2 separate regions of the Oryctolagus cuniculus genome follow, and region 1 is linked to region 2. Evidence: chromatin contacts called from public Micro-C data. All regions are on one chromosome and are shown on one strand. Each heading gives the region's core, a stretch centred on a gene start, on an enhancer-like site or on the middle of the called end of the contact. The rest is flanking DNA. Distances are from core to core; before and after follow the strand shown.

Region 1 (5,201 bases), core at 630-3,129, 340 kb after region 2:
TCACATACATTAAGGCTTTTTTTTTGTATTCTGTGTATTAGGTACCACAAATCAGAGAAAACATGACATTTGTCATTTTGGTGCTAGTTTATTTCGCTAAGCATAATAGTTTCCAGTTGTATTTATTTTCTTGAAAAGACAGAATTTCATCCTATTTTTTATGGCTGAGCAGAATTGTACCGTGTATATATTCCACATTTTCTCTTGTTTAAGGTTTTATTTGTTTATTTGAAAAGTAGAGCTACAGAGAGAGAGAATAAGAGAGGGGAAAGAGAGGGAGAGACAAAGAGAGGGTTCAACAGGCAGGTTCCTTTTGGGTTCACTACCCTAGTGGCCACAACATTCAGGTATGGAAGCCAGGAACCAGGAGCTTCAGTGAGGTCTCCCACATGGATGGCAGAAGCCCAAGGACTTGGGCCACCCTCCATTGCTTTTCCAGGTACATTAATAGGAAATGGATCAGAAGTGGAGCAGCCAGGACTCAAACCATCTCCCATATGGAATGCTGGCACATCAGGCAGCGGCTTTATCCACCACTCCACAGCAACTGTCCTATTAGTCCATTTTTTTTTTAATTTGTTTGAAAGGCAGAGATACAGAGAGAGAAGGAGAGAAAGTGAGATCTTGCAACCACTGGTTCACTCTCCAAATGGCCTTAATGGCCAGGGCTGTACCTGGCTGAAACCAGGAGCCTGGAGTTTCTTCCAGGTCTCCCACATGGCCCAGGAGCCCAGGGACTTGGGCCATCTTCCACTGCTTTCTCAGGTGCATTAACAGGGAGCTGGAATAGAAGTGGAAAAGCCACAATTGAACTGGTGCCCATGTGGGATGCTGGCACTGTAGGCTGCTGCTTAATCTGCTGTGCCACAGGCTGGATATTTATCCATTCATGAAGACAGAACCCTCGTGACCTAATAGCCTCTTGAAGTTCCCACCCCCAACACTGCTGCACTGGGAATTAAGTTTCCAACAGGTGCACTTTGGTACCATAGTACTAGCTGCTTAGCAAACTTGGGGGCATGACTGACTCAACAGTAGGGGTGACTTTGAGGCAGAGTGTGGGGCAGGCTCCTGTCGTGACCTGGAGGTGTCTGAGTGTTGGTAGAACAGATAAAGTCCCCAAAACTGAGATGCAACCCTGAGGTTGAAGATTGAAGAAGGAAGAATATATAAGAATGAAAGATTTTATTAGGGCAGTTTACATGCAGGACTCCAGCCTGGGCTTGATGGGCAGTCTGGGCACAGCTGTCATAAGGCATTTTCTGCACAAAATGGCAAAATAAGCGAGCTTTGATCCATTTACAAATTAGTAGGGAGTCAACGCTTGGAACTTGTGCTACATCACCCCTTTCTCTTCCTTAGGAGTTCCCCTGCTGGGCATCGTGCTAGGCATCTTGACCTTATCTGAAAGGCTTGTGACAGCACGGACACTGGGTGGCTGGAGAGTGATGCCACTCAGGGTAGCAGATGGTCAGCTCCTTCAGAGGGAGAGAGAGCAAACTGGAGGGATGAGACTCAAGGTGCTGTGACTGTGGTCCGTTGCTGCCTGGAGGCCTTGGCAGGGTTCTGGTCAGGCTTTCTCATGTCTACCTGTAGACCCCAACTCGCCTGGTGGCAGGACCCGGACTGCTGGAGAGCAGTGCATGTCCTTGTGGGAATTATGCCAGCAGCTGGCTTTCAGACTAAAACTGCAATGTGGGCTCTCCAACCTGCAGATTTCGGACTGGCCAGTCCCTAGCACAACGTGGGCCGATTCCTTACAGGAACTCTCTGTCTACAAGTACACACATCCTATTGGTGCTGCCTCCCTGCAAAGCTCTGGCTAGCACACTCCTCTCTCTGCTTCCCCGGGCCTCACTTCCTTCCTCTCAGTCTGCCTCCAGCTCAGCTCTGCGCCCGCCCTCACTCATTTGCCTCCCTCTGCATCGCTTGCCTGCAGTCCCTGTGACTCATAAGCCTATAATAATCTTGCAGCTTCCTCTTGCCAAAATCTCTCCTCTCTTCATTCAAGACTCTCCTGAAATCCTACATCATCTAATCAAGGAAACAGCAGTCTGTCCACCCTCAGATGAACCCATTCAGTGGAAAAGATTTCAGGAAGAAAACCCTGATGTGTGAGTGTTGCTTTGAGAACGAATTTTTGAGACTGTTCTACATGTGACAGGGAGAGGAACTGGCACTCTGAAATACTCTGCCCTAGAGACTGGATCCAAGGGGCCCGATCTGGGCTGCAGAGGTTTGTGTTGGGCACAGCTTCATCGTGGATAGTGATGCTAACAAGGCCATTGTCTTGGGCATGGCTTCCTGAATGAGCTGCTGAAGCCACTATTTTTTTTTTTGAAGAGCTACAGATTTTACAGGCCATCTCTCAATGCCATCCTTCCCATGTGACATTGTTTACCAGGGCACTTGGATAAGAAGATGTGGAGGAGTCACGGGAAATCCATACGCGTGTTCCCTCTAGGCTGTGGGTCACTCTTGAAAGCAAGATCCAGCATTATGCAAGCTCAGTGTAGATGTTTGATGCTAAAGAATTCACAGTAAGGGTCCCAGTCACTGATCCTGTATCCCAAAAATACACTGTGCTTACCTGAAGGCTTCTAGATATGGAGGCTCTCTCAGTAGTTGGAATGAAAAGCGTAGCATGGCCAAACCATCAAAGTTACTACAAAAGACCTGCAAGGGTCTCGTCACTGCGCACAACACTGTGGAGGGCGGGGACTGCAGTGACACTATCCTCCTCTTCCTATCACATCATGGTGCACCCTGTGGTGTGGCTGTAATTGCCATTAAGCCACACTCCCAGTAGACACTGAAGAGCAAGGAATATGCTGACTTAAAGCTCCACTAAGGAAGACCCTGAATGGCTTGAAGAGAGGGTGATACGCAATGAAGAAAGAAAGCTCAAAGTATTAGCTCACACTCTGAGGCTACTAAAATGTCAGAGTGAAAGACTGTGCGCTTTACAGGCACTCTGAATTCAATTAGTTTCGTTTCCGCAGCATTTACAGTCTTGGGTGACTCATTCAACCTTTCAGAGCTGGTTTCTTCATATATAAATTGGAGGTACAATACATACTTTAAAGTTACTGTGAGGATGGATAGTGATAATAATGGACCTGGAACATTTAGCCGAGTGTCGACACTCAATAAACATCCATTTCTTCCTCTGCTCTCTTAACTCAAAGTCTCTATTAATCCAATGAAAGACTTTATAGGTTATAATTTGTGAGCCCAGTAGATTTAGTGTTAAATTACAGAGCACAAGGGAGCTGATGGTGGAACCAGGAATCAAAAGATGTTAATGCGAGGGAAACTCATCTCTTGTTGGCATGATTTCACATATCAAGAGGGTCCCAAGGCCCATGTTGAAATACCCATTCCCTGACTTGAAGTTAAAACGAAAAATAAAAATGAAGGAAGACAATAAAAATTATCTATAGAATACACTCCAGAAATCCTAAGTCTTTTTAACCCCTTAAGTTTCTGTAAGGCATTAAAATGTCACCGCATAGCACAACCTCAGTAGGCATTACCTGAAGGGAAGCCTCCTTCTTCTTCCCATCCAGCACCAGGGAACAAATCCCAAGCAGCCCTTGCATTACAGAGCACAGAGATGAATTCATGCTGCAGTTAACAGACAGTCAGGCCCTGCTCAATACTTGGGGATGGCTTGTTGAAAGCACAGTGGCTGAGTTTCAATCCCTTCATCCTGTAACAGCATGACCTGGCAGGGTGCCCCTACGGTTGTCAAGTAAACGCAATGGAGAGGAGGGGAAAACACACACATTCACACACACACACATATACACATTCACACACACATACACATTCACACACATACACACACATTCACACACACACATACACATTCACACACACACACATTCACACACATACACATATACACACAAATACACATAAACACACACATACACATTCACACACATATACATACACACATACACATTCACACACACACACACATTCACACACATACATATTCACACACATACACACATTCACACACATACACACACATTCACACACACATACACATTCACACACACATACACACACGCACACACATTCACATACACATAAACATTCACACACATACACACACACATACACACACATTCACACACACATACACATTCACACACACATACACACATTCACACACATACACATTAACACACACATACACACACGCACACACATTCACATACACATACACATTCACACACACACATACACATACACACACATGCACATTCACACACACATACACATACACACACATGCACATTCACACACACATTCACACACATACACACATTCACACACACATACACATTCACACACATACACACATTCACACACACATACACATTCACACACATACATACATATTCACACACATACACACACATTCACACACATACACATATTCATTAACACACATACACATTCACACACATACACACGCACACACATTCACATACACATATACACACATACACACACACATTCACACACACATATACATGCACACATACACATTCACACACACATACACATACACATTCACACACACATACACATACACACACACACACATACACATTCACACGTACATATCCGGATCTCTGTCTCTGTATATTTTTCAACCTTATGGTTTTCAACTGCGTTTTTTCTTTATTATCTCATGTTTGATTCTAAGCCTACCATTTATTGGGAAGATGAGAGCCCTCTGGTGGTTAAATTGACTCTTCTCTTGCAGGGATAGTAAAGCAAACGTGTTTGGGAAGTCCTATCTCTCTGTCTTATCTCAATTAGCAATTCCCTACATGATCGCCATCTTTTCTCCCGTTGAGTCCCCTCACCCTTGAGTGCAGAGATGATGAGATAGTGCATTTTCAATATCTTTGATGCTCAGAGTACATTTAGGCAAATATTTAATTTACCTTCTCAAAAGATAGAACACATTTTTATAAGCTTAATTTTCAGATATTTATCTAACATACACTTACTGGACATCCTTAACAAGTCAGACACCATATTAAGTACTGTAAGAGATTCAAAGAAATCTAAAATGTTATCTCCAATTCCAAGAAGCTTAGGATAAAATGTGGAAAAAAAAAAGCTTTGACTTTTTAAAATGTTTCCTACACAACTTAATTATCATAACAAATACA
Region 2 (5,170 bases), core at 1,182-3,681:
ACACACACACATACACACACACAATTTTTTTCTGCTATATATGTGTGTTAAAAAAATACGTTTTCTTGGAAATCTACATTTAGAGGTGGAGCAAGAGATGCGCAATATAACCATTCCAAAATGTAAATCATGGATATCAATCCAATTATTTATGCAGTTACCAGGCAAACACCTCAGACTGCATCACAACGGCTAGATTAAAGTAAACGCATGCAGGGCTGGCGCTCCGCCTTGCTGAGAGCTTCGAGCTATGCACAGACCCTACCCGAGTGGACCCGGGAAGGCGGACCCGCTTGTCCGCTGCTGCCCAGCCACAGCCCCTATCTCCACACATCGGATGATGCAAATGTGCACTGTCTTTCTGTGACCCCACCTGTGAGTTTCAGACTGGACAAATAACGACCTCAGACACACAGCCAGCACCGCACCCCCGGACGCTCATCCTGTAACAGTGCCCGCTCTGGAGAGGAAGCGAAGCTGCCACGCGCTTCTCCCTCTTGTTTCCACGTCACTCCTTGTTTTCGTGGGGAGCTGTCAGGGCTGGGAGAAGGCAATGAGTGTCTGCTTTCCTCTCCACACCCAGCCTGGCTGAAGCAGCCTGTTGTCCCAGCCCCACCCCATGTCAGTCAGGACAGGGAACCCCTGCTGCCCAAACCCAGCCCTGAGTGCGCCCCACCACGCCCCGCCAAGGCCTTGGAGTATTCCCAGGGGACTGCTGTCCCTTGAAACTGTGATCTCTATGTTTTTCTGCTACATCCTAACATTCAGGCTGCTTTACAATTAATGATGTCTCTTGTGATAAATTATTTTCCGGAGGCTCACGACACATTTCTATCTGCTTCTCTTATTTGTCACCTTTGGAAATCTGTGGCTTTTATTTTGGCTGGAAGCAAATCCCACCCTTGTTTTTAAACACACCATGATGGACAGTCAGGATCTCTCAACGCTCACCGCAGCTGCGCAGGCCACAGAACACGCCTGCATACAGAACACCCTGGTCCATTAGGAAAATTTCACAATAACTTCATGCTTCGTCTCTTGCAAACCTTCATTCTCGAGCACCGCACGCTATGGACACGCAGCATTTTAGGTTTTCCCCAGAAAGGAGATGTGAATTAAAGCAGCATCACGGAGCGGTCTTCTGAAAATCACAGTTGTGCTATGTAACGGCGCACGGTCAATTACAGGACTACACAGCTTTTCCAATCATGAAAATCAAATTATTTAAAAAACTGCAGTGATAAGAATCTCCACCTTCACTCCAAGAAATTGCTTTCCGAGCACGTCTTCCAAAGGTAGCATTTACTAACCATTTTAGTATGCATTTGCAAAGCACAGGAACAATTGTCCTATCAACTAAAATTCCTAGTTTATAAATTGTTACCTGGTCTTACTCTGCTGACATGAGTTCCTTGCTTTTCATTTTAGGACAAGAAAAGAAAGTAACGTGTGGCAACACAGTGCGCTGGATTTAGTAGGCTTCTCTCCCTCTCGCTCTCACTCTCGCTCTCTGAGAAACTGAGGCTCGATTCCTGGTTCTGCCATTTACCAGATGCAAGATATGAGGCAAGTGACTACTCTCTCATCTCAGTTTTTTCCCTCCCAAAAAAGAAAGGAAGAAAGAAATTTAAATAGTACCATCTGCCTCCCAAGATGGTTTTAATTCCTGAAAGAGATAACGGATTTAATATACCAGATAGTCAATAGTCAAAGTATGTTAGCACTCATAGTCATTGTCACAGATTTCTAAACTGGCCAAATAAGTTAAAATTTTTATAATGTATTGGGCAGTGTGGAGAAAGAGAGAGAGAGAGAGAGAGAGAGAGAGAGAGAGAGAGAGAATGTGCACAAATGAGATCCCATCTGCTAGTTCAATCTCAAAATGCTGACAACAGCCAGGGGCAGGCCAGGCCAAGGCCAGGAGCCAGGCACTCCATCCATGTGGGAGAGAAGGACCCAATGCCCTGAGCCATTACTCTGCGTCCCAGGTCTGTGGCAGGAGGAAGCTGAAGTCAGAAACAGAGCCAGGGACTGACCCACGGAGCTCTGAAGCGGGAAGCAGGCAGGTCAGTGCCTACTTTACACACTCAACGGGCAGAAATGAGTGCAACTGCTTCATGTACTACAGGCAGCATGGTTTTAAAATATAGTATTTAAGACAGTAAAATAAGTTAATAAAAACACCAAGCGATCCCTGGGTGTAGAATACGTATCTGCCCCCTTCAGGTGTTTCCTGTAGCTGCCTTACGTTATGTAGACGTGTGTGCTTGCCAGGTCAACACAAGCCAACCAAAGAGAGCAACCACTCCACATCCACCGTCTGTCTGGACGCACCACGGCTTTGGTGCCATCCAAAGACATCTCTCTACTCATCTGCAGCTATGTGCAAATGGAAGCCGGAGAGTTTCCAGACTGCTCTCAACCTAAAGGCACGGTTCACAAGCTAGCGCCAGCTGTCGCCGTCCCTACGAGCTGGGCTGGCTCACCGCACACCACCACCACATGCCTTACTCATTTGGAAAGTCCCCTCGCCGTGTCTGAACTCATTTTGAAAGCAGAGAGGTCAGTTCCTCCCGTAACTCATCTGGGCCAGTTCATATAAAATAACAGCTTTTCAGAAAGCCACGGAGGCTCTCTCCCAAGACTGCTGAAGTGTAATTACAGATGGAGATGCTAACTACACAAAAGTAGAGAAGCAAAGTGAATATGAATTTATGAAGGTTCAAAACTAACAAATGAACACTGCAGTCCATCCAAAAAAGTAACTTAGTAACACCCTTTCATGCTCCAGACTCCCCCACAGCCTCCTTCCCACTGGTAAAAATGGTTAGAATCTGCTTGTTGGTACATAAATGGCAACTGCGCCAGATTCTCTCCTTTGGGAATATAAACTATCAGTCAATATACATACTCATTCTTACAGGCTTATATTTCACCTAAAAATCATGCAGCAATATAGATCTATGTAACATACAGCTTATATGTTACACATACACATAATAAGACAATACGATATTTTGGAAAGACAATATGATATTTTAAAATTGTTTCTTACTGGAGAACAGAGAGAGAAGGTAGACTTCTTCGACAATATTTCTGGATTTCCCTATGGGACTAACTAAATTTGCATAATCATAAAATAAAAACAATCTCTAAAGATCAAAAAATAAAATATGGCCAATGAATTTCAGTATGTACTGAACTGGGGCACAACCACACAGAGAGGAACAGGGTGGTATTGAATCCCATCAATTAACTCTAGCCTTAGGGGGACACATGCAAAAGATCAAAGAAAATGCAGAAAAATGCTGATGGTGGTGTTAGGCGGAAATTGATGTGTGTGTATCAGGATGGAGCAAGTATGTAATCCTATCATTCCTGGAGTCACTGGCAACACCGATCAACACCGTGGCAAGAGAAGAGATAAAGGTGTAAGATCAAAGAGGCGAAATAACACACACACACACACACACACACACACACTTCACCGAGCAGCCTAGAAATGGTGTCCATCCACTGGCCAGGGATACACCTAAGCGTCTGGCTTGTGGTTCCCACCAGGTGCCTTGCCCCCACCATTTCCAACTTCACCAACAGACAGAGGCTGACAGCAGGAGCAAATCTGGCTGCAAGGGTAGGAGCAAAGACAGAAAGCAAGAAGACACAGGCCACCCACCCCATTCAGATGCGCAAATGACCCACCCAGCCAGAGGCTGGAGGGCGACAGATTCAGGGAGCAAGTGCCTGGCCCTGGGGCTGGCTCCCTGTGTCCAGCACCAGGAGCAGCAGGCACTGCCTCCCTCCTCATTTGCACAGGCGGATGTTCAGGCTTATCTAGCACACACAGGGTTCTAAGCCCCTCAGGGCTTCCTAAAATAGCAGGCATCCTCTTATCCACAGTTTCACTTTCTGAAGTTTCAGTTGTCCGCAGTCAGCTGCAGTCCAGAAACATTAAACAAGAAGTTCCAGAAATGCAACTTTTCGATTGCTCAGTGTTCTGAGCAGCGTGATGAAACCTCCAGCCGGCCCCTCCCTCCTGCTCAGGACAGTGGTCATCCCCTGGTCCAGCGCACTCGCCCAGTATACGCAACCCACCCTGGAGGGGCTTGCAGCCCCGGCACTCCCAGCTCCCGGTCACAGCAGCACAGAGCTCCCACACGGGGTCTGGGCTGTGCAGCCGCTCCCTTGCAGATAACGGGATGTGCCACTGGGCTGCTGGGAAGGATGGCTTGGAGTCTGGGACAGTGGCAGGGACATAAGGACAGGACAGAAGGTGCCGGGCAGAGCTCCCATGTTCTCGGAGACTGATCTATACCGTCACCAGCGCCTAGCAAGTGACAGGTTTCGAGGGAGTCCCGAATCAGTGGAGAGTCATTCTTCTGTCTCTCTGTCCATGAGTTCATAGCGTTTATGACCCAGGCAAGTGGACAAAACAAGATTTTTGGCTATCTGTACTCATTCACAGAGAATTGGGTAAAGTTTATGTATTAAAAGCCTTCCGTATGGGGCCGGCGCATGTGGCCTAGCAGGTAAAGCCGCCACCTGCAGTGCCAGCATCCTATATGGGCGCTGGTTGAGACCCAGCTGCTCCACTTCTGATCCAGCTCTCTGCTGGCCTGGGGAGGCAGCAGAAGATGGCCCAAGTGCTTGGGCCCCTGCACCCACGTGGGAGACTGAGAAGAAGCTCCTAGCTCCTGGCTCCTGGCTTTGGTTCGATGCAACTCTGGCTGGTGCAGCCAACTGGGGAGTGAACCAGCGGATGGATGACTTTTCTCTCTGTCTCTCCCTCTCTGTCTGTAACTCTGCCTCTCTAATAAATAAAAATCTTTTTAAAAAGTATCTTTCACCTTATTGACACCCACTATGAAAAGCACCATTCCTCTCAATATCCTAAGCCAGATGTTTCAAGGATGCTCCTATTATCTGACACCGGAGACCCCGCAGTGAATGCCATGGCTGTGAAGGGTCTGCGAGGACCCCCCTCCACACCGCTCTGCCGGCTCTCCTTGGGTGGGCAGGGCTTGGCTGACTTGGGAACCTGAGGCCTCACAGCGATGGATCCAACACTTTTGTTTACTAGCATTCGCCTTGAAAGGAATTAAGCAGCCAAGTGTGCTCAGGAGATACACAGAAACACTTTGCAGTCTGACTTTTGGTTTGAATTGAGCAG

What was found. Hi-C and Micro-C count contacts between places; a contact is called where the count stands out from the background.
Region 1: a contact with region 2 is called in a Micro-C map of ear pinna, with 2.4 times the contacts expected there. The contact joins two enhancer-like sites. A contact is called at or near these places in 2 of 6 Hi-C or Micro-C datasets (ear pinna and an unstated tissue).

Annotation. Positions count from the first base shown.
Region 1 is chr5:158,867,027-158,872,227 of mOryCun1.1, forward strand. No RefSeq gene overlaps it. Among named protein-coding and RNA genes, the nearest start is that of ADTRP, 83 kb to the left of the region's middle. Within about 2 kb of position 1,880, at least 2 of the 8 cell types and tissues checked have an H3K27ac peak or open chromatin away from gene starts, as enhancers often do.
Region 2 is chr5:158,530,595-158,535,764 of mOryCun1.1, forward strand. The region is part of intron 2 of HIVEP1 (HIVEP zinc finger 1); the gene reads right to left. Among named protein-coding and RNA genes, the nearest start is that of HIVEP1, 44 kb to the right of the region's middle. Within about 2 kb of position 2,432, at least 2 of the 8 cell types and tissues checked have an H3K27ac peak or open chromatin away from gene starts, as enhancers often do.